Linked DNA regions of Mus musculus: region 2 is linked to region 1. A link is a contact called in public Micro-C data. All regions are on one chromosome and are shown on one strand. The core of a region is the stretch at or near the end of the contact, and the rest is flanking DNA. Distances in the headings are between cores, read along the strand shown.

Region 1 (3,648 bases), core at 407-2,906:
TGTATGTGTATGTGTATGTGTATGTGTATATGAATATTTCAAGATTCCCAGAATCCAGGACTGCAGTGTAAAGACTGGGGGGTTGTTTTCAGGTTCTAATGTCCCCATTCCCTTGCATGTCTACAGGCCACACTCAGAGACTTCCTCAGTGTGGCCCGGCATGAAAAGTAAGCCTCACTCTCTTTTCTGATTCACCTAGCTTCAGCACAGGCACAGGGCAAGGGTCACAGCTTGCCTACCTCCCACTCCCTGCCACCATGGTAGCCTTCCTGTGACTGGGAGAGCACAAAGCTGGACAGAACCTCAGATATGACACAAGTCACGCCTGTCAGTTCTGATGCTATAGGAGGAGACAGCCCAGTGAAGTGCAACGTGGGTCAAACTGGAAATGTCTACACTCTTGTTACCAGCTCTAAAGCTGCTGGGTCGGCCTGGGAATGCTCTATCTGTCCAGTTAAAGGAGGTTGGGTTCATCTCAGGTCAAAAAGGAACCCGATTGGCTGGCCTGGCCTGTTGCATCCTTCCTCTTTCCCTGATTCCCTGCATACCTTTCATGGGATGGGTTCTACCACAGCTTTTGAAGCCACCTTTGAGCTGATCCTTGTCACAAAGAGAAAACCTAGGGACAGAATTATTCATGGACCCCTTATCCTACAACCAGAGTCCATCAGACCTCTATGTAGGGGAGACAGAAAATAATTTCTACAGTGCTATCACTTCTAGACGGACAAATAGCCTGGGTGACATCACAGGCCAGCAAAGGATTCAAACATTCTCCTTCCTGTTTCCCTTCAAACATTCCTTCCTGAGGCAGTCTCCCCTTTCAGCAACAGTCCAAAGTTGGCTGAGAGGGCGGGGGCTTGAGGTGTAGTACATCAGCACAGCACTTGCCTGGTACGGGGAAGCTCCTGGGTCCTTCCCTAGGACTGAAAACGTGAAAACAAAACAAACAACGATGAAAAAAAAACAAAGGACAAAAAACAAAAACAATAATCAGTGTGTTCAGTCAACAAACTAAGATTTCTCTTTTAACTTCTAGAGTGGGTATTGAGCATGTTCAGCCCCTATAGACCCGTTCTTCCTTGAGCCCCTCCCTGCCTGAGTCATTCTAGAGATGCTAAGGCATCACAGAGGAGCACTCCTGCCTCCTCCATTTTTGCAAAGCCCCCAGCCATTCATATTCTTAGTCGGGGCTCACTGTGGTTCTCAGCCTTTTACATATCAGTGGTGAGCCGCTTTCTTTATAGAGGCTACGCAGTATAAACCAGCTTGTCTGAAGCAAGTAAATGGAGAAGAAGCCTGGGGCCCTCTCCCTAGCTCTTCCTCTGTAGCCGCTTCTGGGCAGCTGCTGGGAGAAGCATGGGGCTCCCTAGAATACAGTTTGTAAATTACTGCACTACAGAAAAGCCCAGAAGCCGGGAAGACTGTGGAACACAGGCCTTCCTCTTGCTGTGTGGCAAGAGCGGCAAGATCTTGTTGATCCTGTGAGGAGGTTAGTATGGCTGGATCTGGAGACAAGCACCAAACCCACCAGGGAGAACAGTTGCTATTCACAGAAACAAGACAGCAACTCCATCATTCCCAAAACAGGTAGCTTGGGAGGCTCCACATCGCTTGAGATGGCTATCTTCCAGGAAGTGAGTCACTACAGACTAGAAAGACTTCAGGTCCCGCTGAGACATTGATTGTCCCCACTTCTTGATCCCACAGCTTTTCACGATGTGTAAAGGTGTGCCACAGATCTGCAAGCCTTTGACTCCTCCTGGACTCACTATATTGCTCTGATCTTATTAGACACAGATGTGTTTCTTGCAAGGTCAGGACAGATCAGGCAAGAAGCTGGCAAAAAAGAGCTAGTGTCTGTACATATGGGCACCAGTGGCTGTTGAGGGTGTGGGCCTGTGAAAGGCTGATCCTATAGCAAGAGCAGCCTCGAACTGCTAAGAATCTTTACGAGCTCTTTGTTCGGCCCCTCTACACCCGTACCAGGCTGCAGGAGGCAGCCCTTCCTCAGGCACTTCCCAACACTCATGGCAAATTCTGTTCTCTGTGTGCTTGATTGAACAAGCCAACAAGTGAGGCCCTGAAGGCTGGCACATGGAAAGAGGTGAGCAGCATGTTGTTTATACATAGAATTTTATGTAGCCCAAGCAGACCTCAAACTCACTTTGTAACCGAAGATGACCTGGAACCCCTGATCCTCCTGCCTCTGCCATGTGTGTGTCTCTGTTGTACAGCATTTTTCTCCGGATTGAAATATTCCACAGTACAAGGAAGCCCCTAAAGACCCAAGAAGTAGACAACTCACAAGTCTCAGGAAAATCCCTGAAACTTAGCAGATTTGCAGGATCCCTTCCCTTCTCAAGGTTACAACACATTAAGGGGTGTTGGAAAAAAGAGACTCTCCAACTTGAGGAGCTGCTTGCAAGTCCTGTGGAGATCCAGAGTTCCAGCTTTCATGAGTTGTCACATACACTGGGGTGAGCTTTCAGTGATGTTACTGCATTTGAGTGATCTAAGCTTCTGATAATAACCCTTCACCCATACTGCTATCAGTAATCCCAATAAACTCATTGATCCCCAAGTTGTGCTTTGGTGTTACTATTACCTTGGCCTCTTGTCAGTCGCCTATCTGAGAAGAGTAGACATTTGTTTATATCTCCCAAAACCACATAATCGCCACCATGCCTGACTGAGTGGTACTCTAGAGGCTCATGAAGCCCTGGAGACAAGCAAGAAGCCCAAGAACTTTCTAGTCCCTTATTTCACAGTCAGGGAAACTGAGACCCAGAAGGAGGACAAAGCAGCAGCTTGGTAACCTGGCAGCCCACCTCCACAGGGACCCTCGTTGCCAAACTGTGGGCTTAGATGGAGTTCCTGCCAGGCAGCACCAAGCTGTCTTCCTCTGGAGGGGCCCAGTGCCTGGTAGGACTTGGAAGGACCTTGGAGGACCTAGGAGGACCTGGAAGGATCTGGGATAACCTGGCAGAAGATGGAACAATAGCCCAGAGTCCAGCATTCAGCCGGAGCTTATTAGATAGCACCACCATGAACACCAGGGCTAAGCCACACGGGGAACTTCCCCAGGCCCTGTCTCCCTGTCCCCAAGCATCAACAGTCTCCATCCATGCTGGAAGAGGAGGAAGATGATGGGGTGTTAGCAGTCACCAGTGGGCACCTGAGGATGTGCTGTCTTCACAGGGAAACTTTGTTTTTCCATGTGCTTCCTCTCCAGTGGCTCTATGGGAGACGTAGTGACTATTCAACAGGAAAATACCAGCCCAGCCCCAGGACTCTATCAGCACCATTAAGAGGGCTTGTTTGTCCCCTTTGAACAAGATGTCTGAAAGCATGAAGAGGCCCCAGGACAGAGGCCAGAAGCCTGGGGTGTGGGCAGTATACAGTGTGACCCAGGCAATGAAGAGGTTGGTTTTGGGTCTCAGAGATACCATGACCCAGGTGAGCCCTCTGACCAGTAGCAAGCAGGTCACCCAACCTCCAGGAGCCTCGGGGTCTAAGTGAATCTTGGATCATCTTCCTAGTAAAGGAGGGGGTCGTAGTTACAGTGTTATTGCTGTAAGAGACACCATGACCACCGCAGCTCTTAAAAAGAAAAGCATTGGAACTGAGTTCAGAGGTTTAGCCCAT
Region 2 (3,648 bases), core at 442-2,941, 140 kb before region 1:
CAAAATACAAAGTAAAGACTGGGCTAGGGGTGTGTAGTTCAGGCCATAGGTTTAATCCTCAGTGCTAAATAAATACACACAAACAAAACAACCATGTGACTGAACAAGAAATCTACTCCATTTGATTAAACTCTAGTTTAATCATTTCTGGGACGAAGTATACTTCTGTGTCAGGTTGTTTTTTAAAGTTCCAGTTGATAAATTAATGTTTGCACATGATGAACAAGTCACAGAATACTGAAGAGGACAGAATGAAAGGTGAATTTGACTCCCACCCTTGCCTGCCCTGACCCTGGCCCCCATCTCTGCCTCATCCCTCACACTCCTTTGAAGGACTCACGTTGTTTCTTTCTAGTCTTTCTGAAGATAGGGAGGTGTGGTCCCCTGCTACTTGCCTTACAGTATCCTATGTGAGGAAGTACCAGTCATTTGACCTACACTGTGCTATTGCAAACCCAGGCATTCATTAATAATATTTCCAGACATACTCCAGGCCTTTCTTCCAGCACTCGGTGGAATCTCTGGGTTGCCGATACATACATTTTAAAGGGCTTTATACTAATCCACAGACTCAAGCCGGATGTGGTGGCATGTGCCTGTAATTCCAGCACTTGTGAGGCAGAGACGGGATTGCCACAGGTTTGAGGCCAGCCTGGGCTACATCCCAAGATTCTGTCTTAATAAAAGAAAACACACAACAAGAAGTAGATCTCGTTGTCCTGTTGTCGTATACCCTCAATGTGTCATCAGGACCCCCAAACCACTCAATACATCGTACTTACTCTCATTTGCATTTGCGAGTCTTGGATTGTTAGTGATTCTGATCCCTGGACTGGCAAGATATTTTAGTGGGTACACGTGTTTGCTGTGGAGGCCTGGAGACCTGAGCTTGGCCCCCAGAACCATGCAAAGGTGGAAAGAGAGAACAGACTCTACACAGTTCCCTGACCACCACGTGTGTGCCACGGCGCACACACATCAGACCCACAATAGTAATATAAATAAATGAAATTAAACTTTCTTCTAGTCCATAGCTGTGTGAATCCGGAGTTCCTAGCCTGTCCATTCCCAGTGTTAGACGTGGGCTTCATCTCTCTCAGGTGCTACACATGCCTTGCTCAGTTGGTCACCTGCCGTTGGACTCCCTGCAGCGTGCCTGGGAAGCAATGGGATTTCTCCATACGTCAATGTCTGATTTCAGATGTTTCTATCTCCTCCTATGAGAATCAAAAAAGAGACACTGAAATTAAAGGGAGATAAGCAAGGCTGATTACTGGCTTAGAGAGAGGCTTCAGCCATAAGGCTGTGGAGCCCATAAAGAGGTGACCCTGGCCATTCACAGTCTCTCTGGGTTCAAGGCAGGGCTCCCTTTCCCGGACTCATCCCCCAACTCAGTGGCTCCGCTCCCCCATCCCCCACCCCCATCAAACCTAGAGGCCGGCAATTGGCCCATGCAAGCACTCACTGTACATAGTGACTTGTCAACTCACCTGTTCCCTAGATACCTCTTCCCTGAGTGTGGATGGAGTCAGGGACTATTCTGGGTCCTCAGGACCCTGCTGTGAACAGGTGCATGCCTCTGTCTCGGGTGCAGGTGACTTTGCGAAGGAGGGAAAATTGTGACTGCCACTGTGTTTGGAGGGAACTGGATCATGTGGTGCTAGGGAGGACCTAAGCAGCTGTTTGGTTGAATTTTATTATGGGTCATAAAGGAAACCAAGGCTGGGACAGAAGGCACTAGACCCAGTAAAGACTGAGTCAGAACTGAGGTCAATGAAGATCCAGGACACCTCCCAGGCACACCTTCCAGGCACTAGGTTTTGTGTGTGTGTGTGTTTTTGTTTGCTTGTTTTTTTTTTGTTTTGGTTGTTGTTTTTACATGAAGATGAACACTTGTAAATCACATGACCAAGGCAGATGATAACAGACAGCAGAGATGAGGTGACAATCTAATTCTGGCTTCGAGGCAGACATTGGGAAGAGACAGAATTTGGAAGGTATTTGCCCACTGGCTGTCCTGTTTCTAGAACCTGTGAGGGAGAAAGACAGGACTCAAGACATGGCCAGGAGAAAGGAGCTGCCATAGCCAAGGGTCATCTGACACATCCCTGGGTACCAACTCAGCCCATGACACCTCCTACTTCCATAGTGGATGCGGTCTGTGCATCTGGTCTTCTTCTGCCCCTTCAGGCTCCAAGGGGGCTTCTTCTGCCCTTTATGCCATAGGGAGCCTTTCTCTCTTGGGTCCTTGTCCTTCCTTTCCTCTTGTGGTGTTTGTCCCCAGCTGTTTGGGTATTAGTTGATTCCAGGTGTAATCAAGTAGACAAGCAAAATTAGCCATCACGGTAGGCATCAATAAACCATGCCAAGGTGGAGATGGGCTGTACCATTCCTCTCTTCTTGATGCCACTACCAAGAAGAGAGGCAGCAGGGATGCCCATCCTAAATGCAGAGAACCTCCATCTTAGCATGGTTTATTAACACCTACTGTGATGGCTAATTTTGATTGTCAACTTTACATCTGGAATGAACTAAAACCCCAACAGCTGGGCATATGTTCCTTGATTGCATCATTTGAGATGGGAAGACCCACCCTAGATCTGGGCCATATTTTCTGGTGGCAGCCTACATAAAAGGACACGGAAGTCTAGCAGGCCCCCAGACTTTAGCATGACTGACACCACATTAGAGGTATGTGACCTTCTTGCTCTAAGCATATGAGACACCGAAGGAGAGCCCTTACACTGCAGCTTGATTGCAATCTGGGAGGCATCTGGCTAAGTCCCCTGGGGCATCGAGGGGGCGCCTGGTAGTGAACCAGACAGATGCTCAGCAAAGACTTGCTGATCAATGGATTCATAAAAATAGTGCTGACAGTGTTCAGGGAGGAGCCTCAGCTCATGAGCAGGCAGGAAGGATAAGACTTCTTTCTAACAACTGCCTGTGCACCTTGAGTACCCCAATGGGGTGGGCGGAGCTTCATCAGCCACACCCTGGGGCAGGGGTGAGCTTGCTGTGGAGCATCACTCTGGCAGTGGTACACCCATTTGCCATCTCAATCTTGGCCCTACTTGATGCCTACCATGATGGCTAATTTTGGTTGTCAACTTTACAGCTGGAATCAGCTAAAACCCAAACAGCTGGGCATACATTCATTGATTGTGTCATTTGAGATGGGATGACCCACCCTAAATCTGGGCCATATTTTCTGGTAGCAGCCTACATAAAAGGACATGGAAGTCTAACAGGTCCCCAGACCTTAGCATGACTGACACCACGTTCGTTAGAGGCACCATTCTGACCTTAAAACCCAGCATGCAGGTCACAACACCTGCCAAAACAGGAACAAAGTTCTAGCCCATAGTTCTGGGATCCAGACAAGTTCCTAGATGGATTAACCTTGCTTTTTGACTTCTGTAGTTTTGCTTCTTGCAGACTGAAGTGTGACAACCAGGATGTGGTTTTTGTGCACAAAAGACAAAGATCTGTAAAGCTCGGGCCTGTGTGATTTGACTAAGTTCCCTGTGCGACTGCAGGCTGGCAATATTGATTTTCTTCTTGGCTTTAAGACTGTCCACGTGGTGGCCTCTGGCGGGATTACCTTGAAACAGAAGAAGGATGTTTTTGCTTGCTTGCTCTCATCCTTGC

What was found. A called contact is a pair of places that touch in the nucleus more often than the background predicts.
Region 2: a Micro-C map of trophoblast stem cells shows a contact between it and region 1, with 3 times the contacts expected there. The contact joins two enhancer-like sites. A contact is called at or near these places in 1 of 39 promoter capture datasets (embryonic stem cells), 9 of 484 Hi-C or Micro-C datasets (the C2C12 cell line, bone marrow-derived macrophages, cardiomyocytes and 4 more), 2 of 115 datasets of contacts at active chromatin or transcription factors (both in embryonic stem cells) and 1 of 9 other capture datasets (embryonic stem cells).

Annotation. Positions count from the first base shown.
Region 1 is chr10:60,849,684-60,853,331 of GRCm38.p6, reverse strand. No RefSeq gene overlaps it. Among named protein-coding and RNA genes, the nearest start is that of Unc5b, 20 kb to the right of the region's middle. Within about 2 kb of position 1,656, at least 1 of the 459 cell types and tissues checked has an H3K27ac peak or open chromatin away from gene starts, as enhancers often do. A contact at or near this core is called in trophoblast stem cells, where this site is marked.
Region 2 is chr10:60,986,939-60,990,586 of GRCm38.p6, reverse strand. No RefSeq gene overlaps it. Among named protein-coding and RNA genes, the nearest start is that of Mir466j, 28 kb to the right of the region's middle. Within about 2 kb of position 1,691, at least 3 of the 459 cell types and tissues checked have an H3K27ac peak or open chromatin away from gene starts, as enhancers often do. A contact at or near this core is called in trophoblast stem cells, where this site is marked.